3 separate regions of the Drosophila melanogaster genome follow, and regions 2 and 3 are each linked to region 1. Evidence: chromatin contacts called from public Hi-C and HiChIP or PLAC-seq data. All regions are on one chromosome and are shown on one strand. Each heading gives the region's core, a stretch centred on a gene start, on an enhancer-like site or on the middle of the called end of the contact. The rest is flanking DNA. Distances are from core to core; before and after follow the strand shown. Region 1 holds the start of CG8568. Region 2 holds the start of chas (chascon). Region 3 holds the start of X11L (X11L,).

Region 1 (3,091 bases), core at 206-2,705:
AACAGGACGTGTTGCCCAAAGGACTGGTTTATTTGCTTGTTGATGCATTCGAAGAATGCCATTTTGGGGAAAAGGATGAACCAGGGAAGAGAATAAACTAGTGACATCCACAACGGATGCGGCAATCGGATCGATAAATCAGGCTTGTTTATGGCAACAGCAGCGGCCATAACCGTAACTCCCGCCGCCGGCAATGGTGCGGTGCCCAGTTCGAAAAACGAGTGGAGTGGAGTCGAGTCGAGTGGAGGGTTTCGGTTTGTCCATGGGGCCATGACCTGCCTCAAGTGCTTTGCGTAACAACAACAACACCACGCAGCAGCAGCAGCAGCAACAACAAATGCGGCAGGGAGTGTGGAATTTTGTTGTTTTTGGCTTTCCCAGCCAGTCACGATCGCCGCAATTTTCTTGTCACTGTCACCCGAAATACGACAAAAAAACAAAAACCGCTCGTCGCACGCAACAAAGCAAAGCAGCAACAGCAGCAACATCGGCTTAAAAGACAAATAAACAAAGCGGCTGCCACAGTAAAAACTGCAACTGCACGAACAGCAGCAGTAACAGTAACAGAAACAGTAACAACAATAGTAAAGAGGAATACAAAAAAAAAAAAAAAATGGTTGCAGCAGCAACAACAGAAATTGGCGATTCGCCGCTGCTGATAAGAACTAAATCGTCTGAGATCAATGCGAATATGGAATACCCTAATCAGGGAGTTAGGATATGTTTAAACAACTATGGATTTTTAAATAAAAATAATAATATTTTTTAAAAAACAAACCATGCTGCCAAAAAAATTCAAGTCGCAAAGTGAAATAAATGCAAATCATAAGAAAAGTTTTAAATTAAACCAAATCACAAATAAAATAGGATCATAAACTTAATAATACTAAGAATATATATTATTGGGTTATATACATAATTATTATAAAGAATTTATATATTATATATTTTATATTATAATTATATATTATTTAAATATCTTGTTTGTTAAATATATATAATACTTTATTTAATTTCAACTGAATATACATTTGATTATGATACTCAATATTTGTTAGAGTAGAATTATAAGGATTTTACTATTTGAAGTTCTTAAGCATATCGGAATGTACAAAGCTATTCACTGGACTGTGCTACCCTTTTTCGAGTAGTGTACAAATGGTTTGCCCGCAAAAACAGCAAACAGCCGCAACGAGCGACAATTTAACGAGGCTGCCGCGCTGCCGTTGGATATTGCTGCTGCTGCGGCTGCTGTTGCTGTTGCTGCTGCGTGGTGCTGCTGTTGCTGCGGTGTCCCCCCAGCAGCAACATTTTGGCCTCTGCCGCGCTCGCCGTCGCAGTCGCTGCCGTCGACGTCGACGTCCACTTATTCGGGCGGCGGTTTCCATTTCATTTTTAAGCTAACGCTCGTCGCGTTCAGCGTTTTAATATTTAATTGTCGTCGATCGCGAGCGGTTGTCATTGCTCCACTGGAATAATAGTTGAATTGCCATTGCCATTGGATTGCGATTGCCACGGCTGTACCGTTACCGTTAATCGTGAAGTGATCCGGGAATTCGCCAAGAGAATACCACACACAATACCATACCTGAAACGCGTTGCAGCACCCTTTTTTGTTCAGTGTTCATCAGTTTTTTGTTCAGTGTGCAGTTTGACATCCACAGTGGCCATGATTCCCTGGATTTGCCTAAGCGCGGCCATTGTGCTCATCCTGTGCCCCCTTCACACATCCTCGCGCAGCTACAGCAACGGTCTGATCTTCTACGAACTGAAGACCCACCGACCCTACCTACCGCCCACGGTCAGTGTGTCCAGGGGCCGAAATCTGGCCAGCGTCAAGTACTCCGAAAAGGGGTCCATCTGGTCCACCTTTGGCCAGCCCTGCGAGTGCAGCGGACCCACCTGCGGATGTTGCGCCGGTCTCAAGGTCGATCAGTACCGATTCGATCAGAAAGGTGAGAAAGCCCATGCTTCGTTAGCTATTAATGGGGAATAGAATATTGCAATACTTTAAATGTTTAGTAGATTATTGATTAGGAGATTAGTAATATGAAACAGTGTGACATTCGAGACATTATGAAAATTACAACCTTAGTTATAATTTCAAATTCAGAATGTTAAAAATATTTCTCATTTCTTTAGAAAGAAATGGTTTTGTATTGATGTATATTATTATGGTTTGAAACCAACAAGAACATTGATTACGAATAACATGTATTATATCTACGCGAGAAAGGATATGCATTTAGTAGATTTTTTGCACAGTGCACTTGTTATTTATTTGGTGAAGAAAACCATTAATGGGTTTTCATTTTCAGCATGCTATTTAGCCTTAATATCTTAATATACACTAATGGGCACTAGGTTAGTAATCGCCGTAGGATCAATCCGTCGGCCATATGCTTATGCATAAATTGGGATCTTTGCCGTCACTTAGCCTGGTCGGAATCGTGGCTCCTGGCCTGCGGGTGGTGGCCACACATATTTGGCTGCGATTTCGGCTGGATTCCAGGCCGATTTCCTTGGCCAAGAAACCGATCTTGGCCGCGGGTTGGCGGCGCATGCCGGAGACTACAATGCGATCGGTGGTTTGGCTTGGTTTCCATTTCGCTCCGCTTCGCTTCGTGACATGCCAGCATTTGCCAATCAAAATGCCACAAATTGTTGGCGCTTCCAGCGGTGGCCACCCCCTCATCGCCTCATCCACCATCCACCATTCAGCACCCAGCACCCACCATTTGCCTGGGATTCGTCGACAGTTTGCCACCCGCCACTTTCATTCATTGAATCGAATCGTTTCATTGTTGTGCCTATCTGTAATTTTGACTCAACGTTTTCTTTCCATTTTGCCTCTGTTTGCAGTGTGCGCCAACGTGAGCTTCGTGCCGCATCTGGAGGAGGCCCAACTGGAGGTCTTTCTTAATGGCAGGCCCTCCTCGAAATACGGAATCTCGGTGCGCAATCCGGCGCCCTTCTGCATTCCCGTCATGATGGGTGTACCGATGGCCATGTGCGTCCAAATGACCGACGTCACAGTGGTTGGGAACAACCTAAACATGTGCATGGACTTTGTGGTTCGGATGGCCACCAC
Region 2 (3,091 bases), core at 345-2,844, 250 kb before region 1:
GGGGTGAGTCCGCGTATTGGACCCCCGTTCATAAACATAAACTTACCCCTTAGATTTCTTTTTTTTTTTTGTGTGTTTTTAAAATTGTATTCGCTTAGTTCATAAATAAATAAAATTTCGATTCGTTACATTCAATTGTCCTGCTTAGGCATAAGATACACAAAGGACACACACACCACCCATGCATCCAACCCACACAAATCACGAAAAATACATAAAATTATTAAAGAAATACTGTAAAAGATTGATTGCACATTCTGTAGAGATTTAGTTTTAAGTGCTTCCAAATTGTCAAACCCTCGACGCGAATCGGATCGGAATGGAATGGCCTGGAGCGGATTGGAAAGCAATGGCACGGTGATAAGTGCATGGGATATCCGTATCCTCGTCCTTTCGCTTGCTATGTCGCCGGTATTCTACACGCCCGCTGCTCTCTCGCTCTCTCTCCCTCCTTTCGTTCGAACATCCTTTTGAAGCTCACACAACAAACACACACAAAACGAGGGCAAAGAGTAAAAAGCAATAAAAAAGAATAAAATTCCAGAAAATTACAAAAAATTCAGATACTTGTGCGTAGAGGGAGTTTGAAAAGGTGTTTTTGAAATTGGTTTTAGGTAAGTAATATACATATGTATGTATGTATGTAGTTTTAAAGTAAAAAACTACACTTTACATGCATTTCATTAGAATTCGAATATTCAATACAGATCATTCAATTTTTACCGTGCACAGTAGTTTAGTTTTCCAGATCACGTCGCGCGTGCCAATAACAATAACATTTCCTAGTTCCGCTTCGTTCCATACAATTCCACTCAACCTCCCCCCATCCCTTACAGTTTATTTATTTATTTTGCCCACTGTCCACCGGAAGAGTTTATTTGTGTTTTGGGGAGTTTCTCGATTCCCGCGATTCTGCGAAATATCATGAGACACTCGCAAAACTAACACCGATAAACTAACATTCTCATTTGAGAGTAGGTGTGTGCGGCTCTGCCCCTCTCGCTCCCACCGCCTCTAGCTGGCTTTGTCTAACCGCCAACGCTTTCGAGACGGGCCAACATTCCAATCCGATCGGATCGGATCGGGTCTAACCTTCAGTCAACTTGTCGCTCGAACCAAATATTGTCGCACAGCAGAGAGTCAGAATCTCGCAGGGACGGCGAATCAGAAATACCCTTTAATGAGTAGTTGGCTGCTCGCACGTGCAAGGATCCATAAATTAAAAAAATATACTTCAGGGTTTGAATATACATTTTTAGGATATTTTTGTGTTTAAGAAACGGACAAACATTAAACATTCATATACATTTTTTAACTTTAAACATTTAATGGTTTTCTTTAAACCTTAAACAAATTACAAGTAAATTCCAATAAACAAGTTACCAATCTTAAAAACGATTAGATTCTTTGGTTCAATAAACAAAACTGATCGCAAAGCGGCTTGTCCTGCTCCGAAGTTAGGGTATTGCTTCTCTCCGGACTACGATTCAGATTCGGACTGAGTTCGATTTCGATTGTTCGGACTGACTTGCGCTTGGCGCTCTCTCGTGCTCTCCGAAGTCGGACTTGAATGAATGGCCAGCAGATGGACCGACCGCAAAATGGAAAATGCCGATCGCTGCGGCAGTGACGGCAAATGGAAGGGGGCGGGGGAGGGAGTGGCGGGGCCAAGAGGGAGCGGCGATCGCCAATTTCAGCTAAAGCTATAGCCAAAGCCAAAAGCCAAAGCAGCAGCAGCAGCAACAACAACTGAACAGCGAATAACAAACGGCAAAAGCAAAGCCAAGCAGGTAGATCAGTTGTGAATCTGGCAACAAACCATTTGGCTGGGGCTGCTGCTCCAAAATAACAAAAACAACGCGATCCGATCCGATCCGATTCGATTCGATTCGATCCTCTCTTCGGCTCCAAATGTCCGCGTGTGAGTTTGTGTGTGTGTGTGAGTGCCCATCGGATGCACTGTGTTTATTGCATTGTTGTTGTGCTTTTGCCGCGTTCCTGCTAATAAATATCACAATATATCCCCATAATATCTCCACATAAATCTGGCCAAAAAGTCTGTTCAAAATCACACTTTCAGCCTGTAACCTATGATTTTGGCCCTTTGTCACGTGATAACATTGCAAGGATATCAATTTCCCGCTGAAAAGAGCGAAAAGCGCGTGTTTTCACTGCCTTATAGCGGCTCGTATGACGCCCTATTGGCCTTTTTAGAAACATCTGTTGGCCAATGTGTGTGTATGTTGGCTAATTGGCCAATACCCCGGCCCCTCACCAACCACACGTTTGTCCACAACTCTCAAACTCTTGACTTGTTTGTTTTTCTTTTTTTGTTTTTGTTAACTGATCGATAATATGCGCGATCTGCTGATGACCAGTGGTGTTAAGTGATCAGAAAACTGGATACCTTTGAAAAGTTTTCTTCGAAATAAGTGTAAATGTAAAGTTATTATATAAATATAACATATGTATCTAATGTAAAATCTCGAAAACATAACCTTTTCAACAGAGGGCGCCTGTGTATCATTCTCATCGCGGTCTAAGATCTAACTAGAACAGATCCGTATAAGTGCGGCTACGTGATACGGTTTATAAGGTGCATATATAGTCAGTGTACGTGGGTAGTTTGCCATTAGCTGCACAAATCCGAACGAATTAAATTCTGGTGGATTCTAGTGGAATGGAATTGAGTTTAACGCACATCGATGACGCTGAATCAGTTAGCCCTGTTTTTCGTTGTTACTGTTATTGCTTTCGTTACGATCGCCCCAATAAGTTTTGCATATGCTTTGGGATCACAGTGGAACCCAGGGATGAAGTCCTAGCTTCAAGTTCTGAAGAGATTTTCATCTCTAATGAATATGAATATTCCATTAAGATACTTCTAGCAGGCTTTATTGATGGTCCACAGCTCTATAAATTCATGATTGATTTGATCGAACAAACTAGCCAATAAATACATTTTTATTAGTTCGTTAATCACTTCATTCAGCAAACTATTCGTTTTACTCAATGAAATCGAATCGAGTTCGTTCATTCAAGGCGAGGATCGCGTTAGGAATGCTGCACTGTGGTTACAGGTACGACAAAC
Region 3 (3,091 bases), core at 178-2,677, 150 kb before region 1:
CTGCTGCTGCTGCTGCTGCTGGTGCTGATGCGATTGCTGCTGCTGCGCCTGCTGGCCAAAGTTCATCTGTATGTGCGGTGGATTGACCATGGACTCGTTACTGCTGTCACTGCAGGAGTTTGAGTTCATGGCTGCACCAACAACTTTGATTCTCCAGGTATGAGGGACTGCGGCTTCGATACTACTACAACTACTGCTCTAGTGCTGCTGCTGCTGCATCCGCTGCTGCTGCTGCGATTGCTGCCTCACTGTGGGCCACTGCCTGGGGGAGAATGGATGATTAGTCGATGATCTAAGGCGGCAATGATTCACTGCGCTGCAGCTCAGCCCAGAAAAAAATCAGGGACAGGTGGTCGTGTCGATGACGTACTTTTGCTGGATACCTTGCCGCTGCGTACTATATATTTAAATCGACATAGAAATACCTGGATTACCGGGTGTGTTTAGACATACGCGATACGGACAACAGGAACCAGCACAGTAAAATGCCAATCTATAAAATTGCTGATTTGTTATTTTTGGACCTAAGCCTATTGCTTTAAATTGGGTTTGCCCCAATCATTCCCTAATCATTCTCATGTGTATTTGTATCTTATTACAGGTCCTAGCTCACCTCGTTAAATGTAATTGAGTTTAGCTAATAATAAGTATTCCATTGTTTCGAGCTTCGGTTTGTTGCTGCACTGGTTTGGTAACCTCTGGTTGTGGTGACCCCCTGGCTGGCCAGCGCAATCAATGCGGGCAATTAACCCACTATTGCCTGTCCATGTGTCTATATGTGGACACCTTTTTTAGGGCCCCCCGCCGCGGTTGCCACTGACCGAGCTTGCGAGTTTCCGAGTTCCGGAGCTACCGTGTCCGTGGTTGATTGCGCACACGTAAACTTGGCCTCCAAAAGTCCTCGCGCAGGCAAAACAAACGCAGGAAGCTGCAGCCAGACACAACAACCACCCACGCGAAGGTTGAAGGATGTGTGGTGGGTGGTGCAAGTGGGTGGTGCCAGGGGGCGATGGTGGTGCTGGTGCTAGCCCTTTGTTGTCGCCGATTGTTGCAATCACTCAGCACTTTGGAGGCGTGGGAAAAAAACAAACTCCCCGTTACCGTTATGTGTATCTATCCATGTGCGTATTGTTAAAAATCAATAGATTTGTCGTATTTTTTTTGCAGCTCCTTTGCTTTTCGTTTCGTTATTTTTTGGTGGGGGCACCGCACAACACAACACACTCATGCACACACTCGTCGCATAACGACGCACACACGCAGCGCACTCGAGCAACAACAACTGAAACGGCGGCAACAACAACACGGCCAGCAAATAGGCACGAAAACAACACCTGTCGCGGTTTTATATTTACCATTTAATTCATATTTATTGCACTACTCCTTCAGCAACTCGATTGGCGCAGAGCGATTGGCAGCAATATAGATAGTCTCTGCTAGAACATCGATGGCCTATCGATTGCTATCGACAGCGAACAGCCGGACAGTGTTGAGCAGCGTTAGAGGGTACTATTCAATTCGTACCTAAGTAGGTGCTAAAAGCCATTTTAAACATATTTAAATATGTTTCCTTCTCCACCCCAGCTTTACTTGACTTTACCCTTTCTCCTGTACCTTGCCCTAATTACGCGGTACCGTCTACTTTTCCAACACTCCTTGTACGATGAATTTCCCGCGCCAATTGATAACACTTTTTCGAATAATATCAGTTTAGCATTTAATGATTAATGTACTCCATCTGGGTTTTGTTTTTCGTTTAATATTTGCAACATTCGAACGGATAGTACAAGTACAAGTGGTGTATAAAAGTTCGATGAGCAAAATTGACAAGGATTGTGTGGCAGTAAACAGTTTTTCTTGTTCTTCGTTAGCTTATAATTCGTTTTATATATTTGTGTATATTGAAACAATTTCTTGCAGTCTTGCCAGAATTTCAGTGATAATAATTCGTTCGTTCAAGATTTATCAAGCAATTAAAATTTTAACAGCAAGTTTTGTTTTTCCATCGAAAACTTAATGAATTAAGTTAGGAATTAGACACGGATTATTTTCCCAAAAATTCTAGCAACACCGGTGTGTGGTTGTGTGATGTTTTCTTTTAATTGTTGTTTGCTTGCTTCGCTTTTAATACATTAATTACAGTGTAAAGTTGCTCTATAGGCTAAACTGGAAGGAATGATTGCATTTAATTGTTGGACACAAAGTTGGAAACTTAATAAATAGTGTTTTCTAAAATTAGACTTGGGTTGGGAAGGGCGATAAAATAGTCAACAATATAAATAAGGTTTAATAATTAACTAACAGATACGAGTACAATGGGTTGGTTTACAAAAATCGGGTTAGTGGGGAAGTTGTTAGGGAAAGGCTTTAACTAACAGTCAAGGCCAACAAAAACATTGCGCACTTAGGATCTACACGTACACTAAACATAATTTTGGTAGTTTTGGGCTTAAACTAGTTGCTCGTTTGGTTGCCTAACATTAGTAAATACATACACGCGCTTAAAAACTACGCTACTTAATGATTATGATGTCTGGTTGTCAAATCAGGAATGGAATTTTAACAGCGAAACGAAACAGAATCGTAATCGAAATCGAACCAAAGACGTACAATAAATGATAGAGGGGATTGGACTTCCAACGGGGAAGGCCGGAGATTAAAGCTTTGTATGTTTGACCGTATCCGTCCAGTAGTTCTGTATTGTCATCGCCTCCAGCGAATTGAGAAACGAGTCGTTGTCCAGGCTGTACATCTCATCCGAATTGTCCTGCAAAATCAAGAGAGAGAACTATTTAGTGCATAGGACATTCAAGCGCCACTGGCAATTGGTCAACGAATCCTTACACTCACCCGCATCGTGCTATCATCGATATAGACACTCGAGTCTGGTTCGCTGAGCGCCTGCGGTTTGTTCAGATACCGACGACGGTACAGTACGATCCCAATGGTGCCCACTGTGCAGCAGACGCCGAAGACAGTGAAGCAAATCGCCGAAATGGCACCCGCATCCAGGAAGTACGTTCGCTGGAAATGGAAAAAAAAGCATGTTACTTTTGAAACCAATTTTTCAAATGATATCGAATTTAGCAAT

The links. Hi-C and Micro-C count contacts between places; a contact is called where the count stands out from the background. HiChIP or PLAC-seq counts read pairs in DNA pulled down with a chosen protein or histone mark.
Region 2: a CP190 HiChIP or PLAC-seq map of the Kc167 cell line shows a contact between it and region 1, with 2.5 times the contacts expected there. The contact joins the promoter of chas here to the promoter of CG8568 in region 1. A contact is called at or near these places in 5 of 107 Hi-C or Micro-C datasets (the Kc167 cell line, embryo, larval central nervous system and 2 more) and 2 of 6 datasets of contacts at active chromatin or transcription factors (both in the Kc167 cell line).
Region 3: a contact with region 1 is called in a Hi-C map of the Kc167 cell line, with 4 times the contacts expected there. The contact joins the promoter of X11L here to the promoter of CG8568 in region 1. A contact is called at or near these places in 8 of 107 Hi-C or Micro-C datasets (the D17-c3 cell line, the Kc167 cell line, the S2 cell line and 2 more) and 1 of 6 datasets of contacts at active chromatin or transcription factors (the Kc167 cell line).

Annotation. Positions count from the first base shown.
Region 1 is chrX:17,450,907-17,453,997 of dm6, reverse strand. CG8568 reads left to right here and starts at 1,455. Exons shown (of 2, transcript NM_132989.3): 1 at 1,455-1,955; 2 at 2,863-3,091. The coding sequence starts at 1,670.
Region 2 is chrX:17,697,233-17,700,323 of dm6, reverse strand. It overlaps chas (chascon), which reads left to right and starts at 1,594. Exons shown (of 9, transcript NM_167574.2): 1 at 1,594-1,921. It overlaps CG8188, which reads left to right. Exons shown (of 3, transcript NM_001298455.1): 3 at 1-1,407.
Region 3 is chrX:17,597,944-17,601,034 of dm6, reverse strand. X11L (X11L,) reads right to left here and starts at 1,427. Exons shown (of 12, transcript NM_001298447.1): 1 at 1,356-1,427; 2 at 1-262. The coding sequence starts at 129. It overlaps CG12991, which reads right to left. Exons shown (of 6, transcript NM_001272721.1): 5 at 2,845-3,024; 6 at 1,721-2,767. The coding sequence ends at 2,657.